Regions from separate parts of the Mus musculus genome. Here region 2 is linked to region 1. The links are chromatin contacts, called in public Hi-C maps. All regions are on one chromosome and are shown on one strand. Each heading gives the region's core, a stretch centred on a gene start, on an enhancer-like site or on the middle of the called end of the contact. The rest is flanking DNA. Distances are from core to core; before and after follow the strand shown. Region 1 overlaps Syn2 (synapsin II). Region 2 overlaps Syn2 (synapsin II).

The links. A called contact is a pair of places that touch in the nucleus more often than the background predicts.
Region 2: a Hi-C map of the N1E-115 cell line shows a contact between it and region 1, with 6 times the contacts expected there. The contact joins two enhancer-like sites. A contact is called at or near these places in 1 of 15 datasets of contacts at CTCF or cohesin (the NIH/3T3 cell line), 3 of 484 Hi-C or Micro-C datasets (3T3-L1-derived adipocytes, the N1E-115 cell line and cranial neural crest) and 2 of 9 other capture datasets (adipose tissue and pancreatic islet).

What each region holds. Positions count from the first base shown.
Region 1 is chr6:115,198,807-115,203,515 of GRCm38.p6, forward strand. The region is part of intron 1 of Syn2 (synapsin II); the gene reads left to right. Among named protein-coding and RNA genes, the nearest start is that of Timp4, 51 kb to the right of the region's middle. Within about 2 kb of position 2,610, at least 2 of the 459 cell types and tissues checked have an H3K27ac peak or open chromatin away from gene starts, as enhancers often do. A contact at or near this core is called in the N1E-115 cell line, where this site is marked.
Region 2 is chr6:115,269,274-115,273,982 of GRCm38.p6, forward strand. The region is part of intron 10 of Syn2 (synapsin II); the gene reads left to right. Among named protein-coding and RNA genes, the nearest start is that of Timp4, 19 kb to the left of the region's middle. Within about 2 kb of position 2,843, at least 87 of the 459 cell types and tissues checked have an H3K27ac peak or open chromatin away from gene starts, as enhancers often do. A contact at or near this core is called in the N1E-115 cell line, where this site is marked.

The DNA.
Region 1 (4,709 bases), core at 1,360-3,859:
TAATGAACCATTAAATGACGAACTTAAAGAGTAGAAAAGAAAAAGAATGATTCACCATATACAAGAGAGCCTCAGAAAGATTAATAGCTTTTTTCTTTATTTACAAAACAGCTTATTTCTTATCAGAAACCATAGTGGCACAAGGCAGTGAGTTGACACACACATACATATATACTATATACATATACTTTAATCTTACATTTTCTATATATATTAAAATTTTAAATTTATATGTTTATTTATATTAAATATGTAAATATAAACATAGTATTTAAATATATAATGTTTTTGACATTTTCCTTCAAAAATAGAGGATAAGGGCCAGAGAGATGGTAGACAAATGCCAGACAAGCGTGAGGACTGTAGTTACAGGTGTTTATGACCTATCTAACATAGGTGCTGGAAACCAAACTCAGGTTCTCTGGAAGAACAAGAAATTCTCTTAACTACTAAGCCATCTCTCCAGTCCCAAATCTAAAAGTTTTTATATAGAAAAGCATACCTTTTTCTGCTCACAGTGCTATAAAACTACCAACAATAACAAAAACAGAAAACTTTGGAAATATACAGATCATGAAAATTGAGCATATTATATTGATTAAAAATTAAGAAAGAGATGAAAAGATTTATTAAAAGGATGAAAATTAAAATATTGTCTCCAAAATTCTATGCAGTTCATCAGAAGCAGTACAAAGAATGGAGTATAATTTATAAAGGCCAGTACTACATTAAGAATTTCAACTAATCAGTGAATCTTTTTTTTTACAAATAAATATTTTTTATTTTATTTTTTAAAATTAGGTATTTATTTCATTTACATTTCCAATGCTATCCCAAAAGTCCCCCACCCGCTCCCCCACCCACTCCCCCACCCACCCACTCCCACTGTGAATCTTAAGCAGTTAGAAAAATGAAAAAAGCAAAAGGAAAGAAACAGTAAGCAGCAGAGCAGCTATAAATAAAATGCAGACTAAAAACGACAAAAGAGCAATAAAAAAAGAGTTGGCTTTTCAGAGGGGAAAAAAATTGCAAGTCATGGCCTAGACTAAGAGAAAGTGGCTACAAGTAAGTCAAATCAGAAATGAAAAGGGAGACATCACAGTTGACAATACAAAAACACAAGGAATCACTAGACATTATGATGAAAAACTACACTAACAAATTTGATAGTCTGGAAGAAATATAAATTCTTGAACACAACGGCCTCATCAAGACTGGCTCATGAAGAAATAGACAACCTGAACAGGTTGCTAAGCTATGATAAGATTGAATCCATAAGCAGTAGACCTCTAATGAAAAGCTCAGGCTCAGATGACTTCACTGCTGAGGTCTATTAAACACTTAAAGAATGACCAATTCTCGTTAAGTGATTCCACACCCCCCCCAAAGAAACTAAGAGAAAGGAATCTCAAAATTCATTCGATAAGGTCAACATTTCGTTGATACCAAAACTGAACAAGGATGGAAAGAAATCCCCCGATAAACAGAAATGGACACTTCAGCTTGTTGAGCTTTTTGAGTTCTGGGGACTATATCTTGTATAGTCTGTATTATTATTATTATTGGCTAATATTCACTTATTAGTGAGTATGTACCATGCATGTCCTTTTGGGTCTGAGTTCTCTCACTCAGGATGATATTTAACTTTTTTAAAGAGCAGAGTAACAAAATTTGAATGAGAAACATGGTGATGCTGTAGGAAAGCATGAATTTGATTTTCCTTTAAAAGTGTTTCTTAATTTTGAGCATTAATTTACCAGGCAGTGGTAAGCACAGTACAGCTGGCTGTTTCTGAAGCCATGATCATCCCTTTGAAGTGCATCTTTTTCCCTCCATAGCCAGACACTGCAACGAGGTGAGAAGGAACTACTTGTGTCTCTGACAACATAGTTGAATTTTCTGAGCAGTCTGGTTTTAGCTGTTCAGTTCTACCTGAGAGTGCACTTATATCGGACTAGGAGTTTGCATTCTGTTATGCAAGAGAAATAAGGTCTGACCCTTTTTGTGTATCTAGACCTTTCCGTGTGTCCAAAAAGTCTGAGGAAGATTTTTCAAAGACTTTTTTCCTAATATGCCTTGCCCCTCTGTAGCCTGAGATAACTTTCACTTCCTGAGCACTGCAGTCTTTTATTTATTCAGTGTTTGACATGATAAACCGCTAACAAATGTTTCAGTGATAGATAAGAATGCTAAGAAGAAAAAGTGAAGCTCTATGTCTTCCAGGGGTGTTTGTCTCTAGAAGTCTGAGAAAGTGAAGGGAAGAACACCTGAGATCAGGAATTCTTATCTAGGAAAACAAAAATCAAACTCAAACTGTGATATGGAGTCCTTTGGTGCATAATTTACATAACTGCATTAGGAAGTATTCTCTCCTAAGATTTTTGAGAGAACATAAGAGTTCTTTTGTACTCTGTCTTAGCTAGGGTTCCGTACTCCTAGGAAGATTCTATTGTGGCTTGAAAGGAGACTCCATCTTATCCTAGACTAATCCAGCCATCTTGATGTGCATGATGAGGTCCTACAGGTCTGTGGTTTCCGACGCGGACATGGTTTCTATAGTACTTTGGCCATGTGACACCTGTTTACTCATTCACAGCTATGTGGTCAGACGTCATGCTTGTAGGTTTTGTGCTTATAGTCACACAAAGTCAAGATTACGATATCTGGGTGTTGGGAAGAGTCCATTTTCTAAGCGTATTCTTGTTGGCAGAATTCTGCTTCTTGTGGTTATAGACTGAGATGAACCAGCAATCACTTAGACACCTGGAGGCCACCTACATTTCTTCACATGTGGCCCTGTCCATCTCACATTGTCTTGTGCTTCATATAAATTTTGCATATATCTCATAGAAGCTTTCTTATTTAAAGGAAAAAATACTTGAAGTTAGACATCAGAAGTATTAACTATTTCTTACTGCCTACATTCAAACAGATACCGACAATAATTTCTATGATAAATTTATCTTTGGAATTGAAATGCCATTACTTTGGGATTATCTAGTGCCAAATTGTTTTCTTCCTGCTTGAATGTTTTCCTTTTTACATCCTTATTAAACCTGTAGTTTTCTCTAATGGATGGTGTTTCAGTATAATGACATTTACTCCACCCTTATTGACAATCTGCTGAAAAAGTAGATTAGCAGATATCTACCAGAGAGCTTGTCAGTATAATGATGTCAAAGTAGATTAGCAGATATCTACCAGAGAGCTTGTCAGTATAATGATGTCACTGTTATCAGGCGGAATAATGTAATTCTCTTAGTTTAGTTGTGAATGGTCATCCTGAGAGGTCATTCCCATTTGAGATGACTCATGTGGGTTTCTGGAATATGGCACTGTGCATTAAAGGAGGCCATGTAAGGGGAAGCAATGTCACCTCTCTCTCTCTCTCTCTCTCTCTCTCTCTCTCTCTCTCTCTCTCAGTCTCTCTCCTCTCTCTCTGTCTCTCTCCTCTCTCTTCTCTTCTCTTCTCTTCTCTTCTCTTCTCTTCTCTTCTCTTCTCTTCTCTTCTCTTCTCTCTCTCTCCCCTCTCTGTCTCTCTCCTCTCTCTCTGTCTCTCTCCTCTCTCTCTGTCTCTCTCCTCTCTCTTCTCTCTCTCGCTCTCTCTGATTATAGACAGGTTTCTCTGTTTAGCTCTGGCATTGTGGAACTCTTTCTGTAGACCAGGCTGGCCTCAAACTGGGAGATTCATCTGCCTCTGCCTCCTTAGTATTGGCATTAAAGGTACACTACTACCACCAAGCTAACTCAACATTTCTTAAAGTGATTTGACTATAGGATCTCTACCATAGAACACTCAACAAACCACAGAACACAGTTTGGGAAGGACCAGTATCTTCTAATGTAAGGAAGTCCACCCAAATCTCAGAGAGCATGCGTGAATGCTTATTGTAAGAAGTGTCGTCATCACTCATCATCTGGCTACATTACCTTTATAACCACAACTGGAGAATCTGAGGCCATTCAGGCCTGAAGAGACTTGCCCAAGATATTGCTAGGCTAATGTCTCCAACCGTCCAATGTCTGGGATCCAACTCACGATCTTCTGGGCTCCTCCAAGGGCTTGGGTCACTTCTCCAGCCATGCCCTTTGTAGCACACGTGTCATCCTCTAGGCTCCAGATGCCTGTACTCCACTGCTGCTGCTGCTTTGGGTGGTCATCTCATGGTACTGGCATCTCCAAAACACTGCATGACCCCTTCAGTTTGGCTAAAAATAATCAAGATCTCCTGTCTTTCAAATTTGAGGTATTATTATTAATTATTATTATAGTTCAGGTCTTAACAACTGAGAAAAGGACTTAACTATGAGGGTCTCCCTATTCCCCTGAAGATGGCCATGTCTTTAATTCTGAGTTACAGTTTGGAAGTAGGATTAAGGAGAAAGATCTCCTGTTTTAGGAGATCTAGTGCCTCTTCTGGTGTCTGAGGGTACTACACACATGGTTTATAGACACAGGAAGGGAAAACACTCGGACTCATAACATTTAAAAACTAGAGTACTTATTTTAAAAAGACATCTGCTACTATTGTGAACTAACTCGTCCATCTTTGTAATCTTTGTACGATAGGAATGAGCCTTCAATGAGTGAGGTTCTGGATATTTAGTGATTGGGACTTTAAGGTTTTTGGTTGTTTGTTTAAGATACAATCAATTTAAGAGCCAATTTTTCTAAGACTGTCTTGATTTTCTACTTAAAAGACAGAGAA
Region 2 (4,709 bases), core at 1,593-4,092, 71 kb after region 1:
TCCAGGCTGAGTGTAACCACCAGACCTGGGAGAGGTAGTGGGAAAAACTTAGAATAAAAGGACTGGGGTGGGAGGTGTTGGAGCAATGGCTCAGTGCTTAGGAGCACTGGCTGCTCTGGCAGAGGGCCCCCTCTAGTTCCTAGCTCACAGCTATCTGCAAGGATTAAAGATACTTTTCTCTAACTTCTGTGGGCCCCAAGCATGCACACGGCACCCATACATATATGTAGGCAAACACTCATACATATATGATAAATTTTTCTGTGAACTTGTACAAGGAGACCAAGATGAGAGGGGATCTCTTCACTCTGAGAACAGCCTCCAGGGCTGGACGATTAGGGAGAGGCACAACCATCCCTTCAATCCCATATCAGGACTGTTTCACTTGTTCTAAGAGGTAAAGTTAGGACAAACCAAGGCCTTCCTGCTTCCCACAGCAGGCCCGGCTTGAGAGAACGTGTTCCCCAGTGAGTAGAAGCTGAGAACTCCAGGAGATTGGGGGCAGGTTCAGATAAAGCCACCAGTGACTAGATCCCTTAACGAACTATTAAGAGAAACCAGTTATTTTGGGATTGTCTTTACTTTCATGGACATCTTTAATCACTCAAAACTGACATTCTGACCTAGGGTGACCTGATCCTCAGAGCCCCCATAGGACTTGTGGCCCCCACGGACCATTTCTGGTGTCCTCAGGTTATGGAAGGGCCACTATCCAGGCAGTGGTCTTTGCCCAAGAGTAATTCCCCTGGGAAGGAAGGGGCATCATCTCATTCCTGGATACCTTTTATACCCTTGCAGAGGAAGGAAAGGGGCAGTGGCAACTGAAAGGTCTCAAGGTGCTGAAAACATACTGTCCCCTTTGCTCTACAACCTCCTGACCACATTCCTTCCTGCTGCTTCATTCTCCCTGGAGTACTGGACCGGGGAAGCAAGGCCTGGGGGAGCTGATCAGAATAGTTCTGTGGCGTGGCCAGCAAGGAGCTTGGCCTGGCCCCTTTCCTGGGGCCAGACCCTGGGACCCTTTCCCAATTTCCTGTCTCAGATATGCTGAGCAAGCACAGGCCTTCCTCCTGGTGGGGGCAGCTGGTGTTAAGCCAACAATTCTCAAAAGTTGAGTCACTCAATGTCTTTCCTTCCTCAGCTTTCCATCCTGTTGGGGCCTCACTTAGATAGGAGCTCCTCTGCCAGTCTGTCTAACAAAAGCCACAGGGTGGGAAATTAGATGTACCTTCAGCAAAACCCCCATAGATCCTCATGGGCTACGTTTCTCTCTCAGGCCAGTGATCTGCAATTGAGTGGATCTTGCCCAAACTAAGGCAGTGATGTATAGAGAGAAGGCATGGTCTAACCCAACCCCAAATCCCCCACACAAGAACTACCCTCCGTGTGCACAAGATGACAGGAAACTAGTTAGCAATATCTTTTCCATTGATACATGTAGTTCTCACACTGTAGATTTACTCTTATTTAAACAAAAACAATGGCGTTACCATATATTATTCACTGGCTAGGACTTTATAGTTTATAAAGCTCATTTGATGTTTTTAAGCCTCAAAACTCTTATGTGAGATATGGAGGTTGTAATTCTTTATGTGTTGACATATCAGGAAAGACAATGAAGATGACCTATCCAGAGTCACCTGGCTGCTAAGAAGAGCTGGACCATCTGACCCCCAGCTCAGAAGGGTCTGTGTAATACCATGCACCGGGGCTTTTTGGTATGCCTGTGAGGGGGAAGGAAAGAAAGGGAAACCTGGGCACTCGTGGTGCCGTATGAGGAAACTTGCTCTCCTCCATTGATAGCCAGATGCTTGACCTGTCACTTCACCAGCTGCTTCATGGGACATTCATCTCTTCTGCCCCCCAGCCCCTTTGATTGCTAAAGCCCCACAGACCCAGCAGAGCAGGATATTAATTAGCCTACCAAACCTCTATGGGCGGCAGCTTGCTCTCCTCACCGAGGAGTCCCTCAAACCCTATGCCTTCGGGATATCTCTGTTCAGGCCCAGCAGCCCTGGGGCTTTTCTTGCCTCAAGACTGCACTGCTATCTCTTACCTCTGTCATCCAAAGAACTCAAATGCACAAAGAATTAGTGGAAGCCTAGAGACGAAGGAGCCAGCAGAACTCATCTGCCTGTGACAACTTGCATCCCCTATATAGTATCTCTGGCCAGAGTTTTTCTAGGTGCTAGTTGAAGAGTTCTCACAGTGGGACAGTCAGTGTTACCTAGGCTACCACTGACATGATTGACACTAACTCTGGTGCTGCCAGGGTCACATCATCGTTTAATCCTTGTAGTCTGACCATTTGGGGAAGCCAAGATGCAGAGATGTAACTTGTCAAATCTCATAAAGAAAGTGTTTCCAGTCTCTCAACCCCTATCTCTTCACAGACCCTACCAATGGACCCCTCCAAAGAGGTGCCCAGCGTGGTGACTGCTTTCTAAGGAGGCTTGACCAAGCAAGAAGGGAGGGCTCCCCTCCCCCATTAAGACACAAATGCACCTTCAGCCACATTAGTTTAGGCAGTGGTATCAGACTGACAGCCACTTGCAGTCTTTCCATAAGCTCGGTTTCACGGGGCTTTGTTTTGTAGGCAGTTAAAAGGCTCTTTTCCTCCTCCCTGTGTGTGTGCAGCTGGCCACGGGAGCTGGACTAAACATTCTTACCTGTTTGAGTCAACCAGCTTCCTGAGAGAAACTCTGCTGCTCAGGCTGACCACGAGGTCCTGCCTTGGGCTGGCTATATGCCAAATTTTGGCAGTGACGCCAGAGTGGCCAGACTTCTGTGGAATTCAGCATCCCAGGAGGCTCTTGGTGACTGGAGACAGATCCCGTGGTAGCCAAACCCCACAGGGAATAAGCCCTCAGCCCCTAGCAGACAGCAGGCTTGTGGGAGGAGCCAGAGTGTCTCAGCCTGGCAAGGGACAGTCCTAGGGGACTCTCCTCCTGGCTTCCTCAGCCCCTGAGAAGTCTTCCATCCCCAGCCTCAGTGGAACCAGGGACAGGAGAAACTCTTCAGGCGCCATCAAGGGTAGCCAAGGCACATTCCCAGGCTCTGGCCTCTCTCCCCAAAGCCTTGGGAAGGGCACTTTGGGGCTCATTTTATCCTTGAATGTCTCACGTGTGTATTTCTGTGACTGAGGAGAGCCAGGGTCAGCCTGCATGGTGGGTGCCTCCTGTGAGGCCTGAGGGAGAGCACTGGCAAGCACCAGTCTAGATGCTTCACATGACCTCGGAAAGAGACTATCAATAAGGTTGGGACCAGAAGGCATGCATTCTTTTAGGACATGTGGGGAACTGAAGGCTAGAAAGGTTAGTTCCACTGTGCTGGAGCAACTGGGAATCTTGGTATAACATCTTCTACTACATACAGCATTGTGAGGTGTAAAGGACAGGTCACATAAAGGCCCATTTACGTGGGACACAGTAAACACTCGGGAAATTTCAGGAGAATTAAGTGGCATGTCTAGGGAGAAGTTTTAAGAGGGGAACAGTGGCCATAGGGAACAAAGATTGGAGAGATGAGTGGGGAGGATTAGGAAGCTAGTTTAGAGGGACCCTGATGCATGAGTGGCGTAGGTGGCCACCAACTGGCTTAATGCTTAAGTGTGTATCTCAGTGTCAGAACTCAGAGCAGGTCTTCTGGAACCAGTTAGAGTCTTGGAAGAAAGGGATGTTTTGTTGTTGAAGGTGGCTGACAGGTAAGATGGGCTTCCCTGCTGTGGGGTACTAAGGATAATGCAAAGGCCAGGCCTGGTACTGTATAAACTTCTATACAGTTAGAGTCATGTCATCATTGAATGGCTGAGCACTGGGAAGAGAACACTTCTACTTCAAGGGTATTTGAGCTAAAAAGTGGCCCTAGGGAGCAGGAGAGACATGGCCAGCCTCAGCCACAGGGGCAGTGCGGGGCAGGGAGGAGAGACATGGCCAGCCTCAGACACGGGGGCAGTGGGGAGCAGGGAAGAGATGGCACTGAGGTGGGAATAGGGCTTGGGGCCTTCTCCTGAGGGCAGAGGGCACTGAGAGGGAAACGGGAGGCCGACTGAAGGCACATTTAGCCCACTTTGCAGCCCAGCTTGTGGAGGCACACTCTGACATCACCATCGGCCCACTTGGCACACTTTGGCTTTAGAGAATGTTTCCGGCACACTGAAGACAAACCCCTAACATGAACTGCCTGAAACACAAATGTGAGACAAACGAAGTCACATGCATCTTTGATCCTGTCAGGACATAATCAGAATCCCAGCTGGGAGGAGAGGAAGCGTAGGAGTGGAGCCATGCCGTCAGGCAGACTATAATTCTGCGTTCTGAGACAGCAAAACAACTTGGCCTTGAGCACTTTACCAGTATTAGCATCTTACCCCCATTCAGGTCCCTCTCTCTCCGGCGGTACAGCCTAGCCCAAAGAGTAGATCAGAACCCCACTAGCTCCTGAACTGACCCCACCCTACGGTTCATCACGATTAGAAAGCAGGCACACATAAGCTCATACATCTACCCCACCCTACCCAGACCTCATCACCACCCCTCCCTAAGAGCCATGGGCAACCCAGTTGCTCTCCTTTCAGAAGCTGGGAACAGAGAGTAAGTACAAATAGAACCTGGATGTCAGGGTGAGGGGTGACGACAAAGCACAGACTTAAAGTTCCAGGTAGAGTAAGTCTACCATGAGCAAAATGGAAGGGGCATGAGGAGGCTATG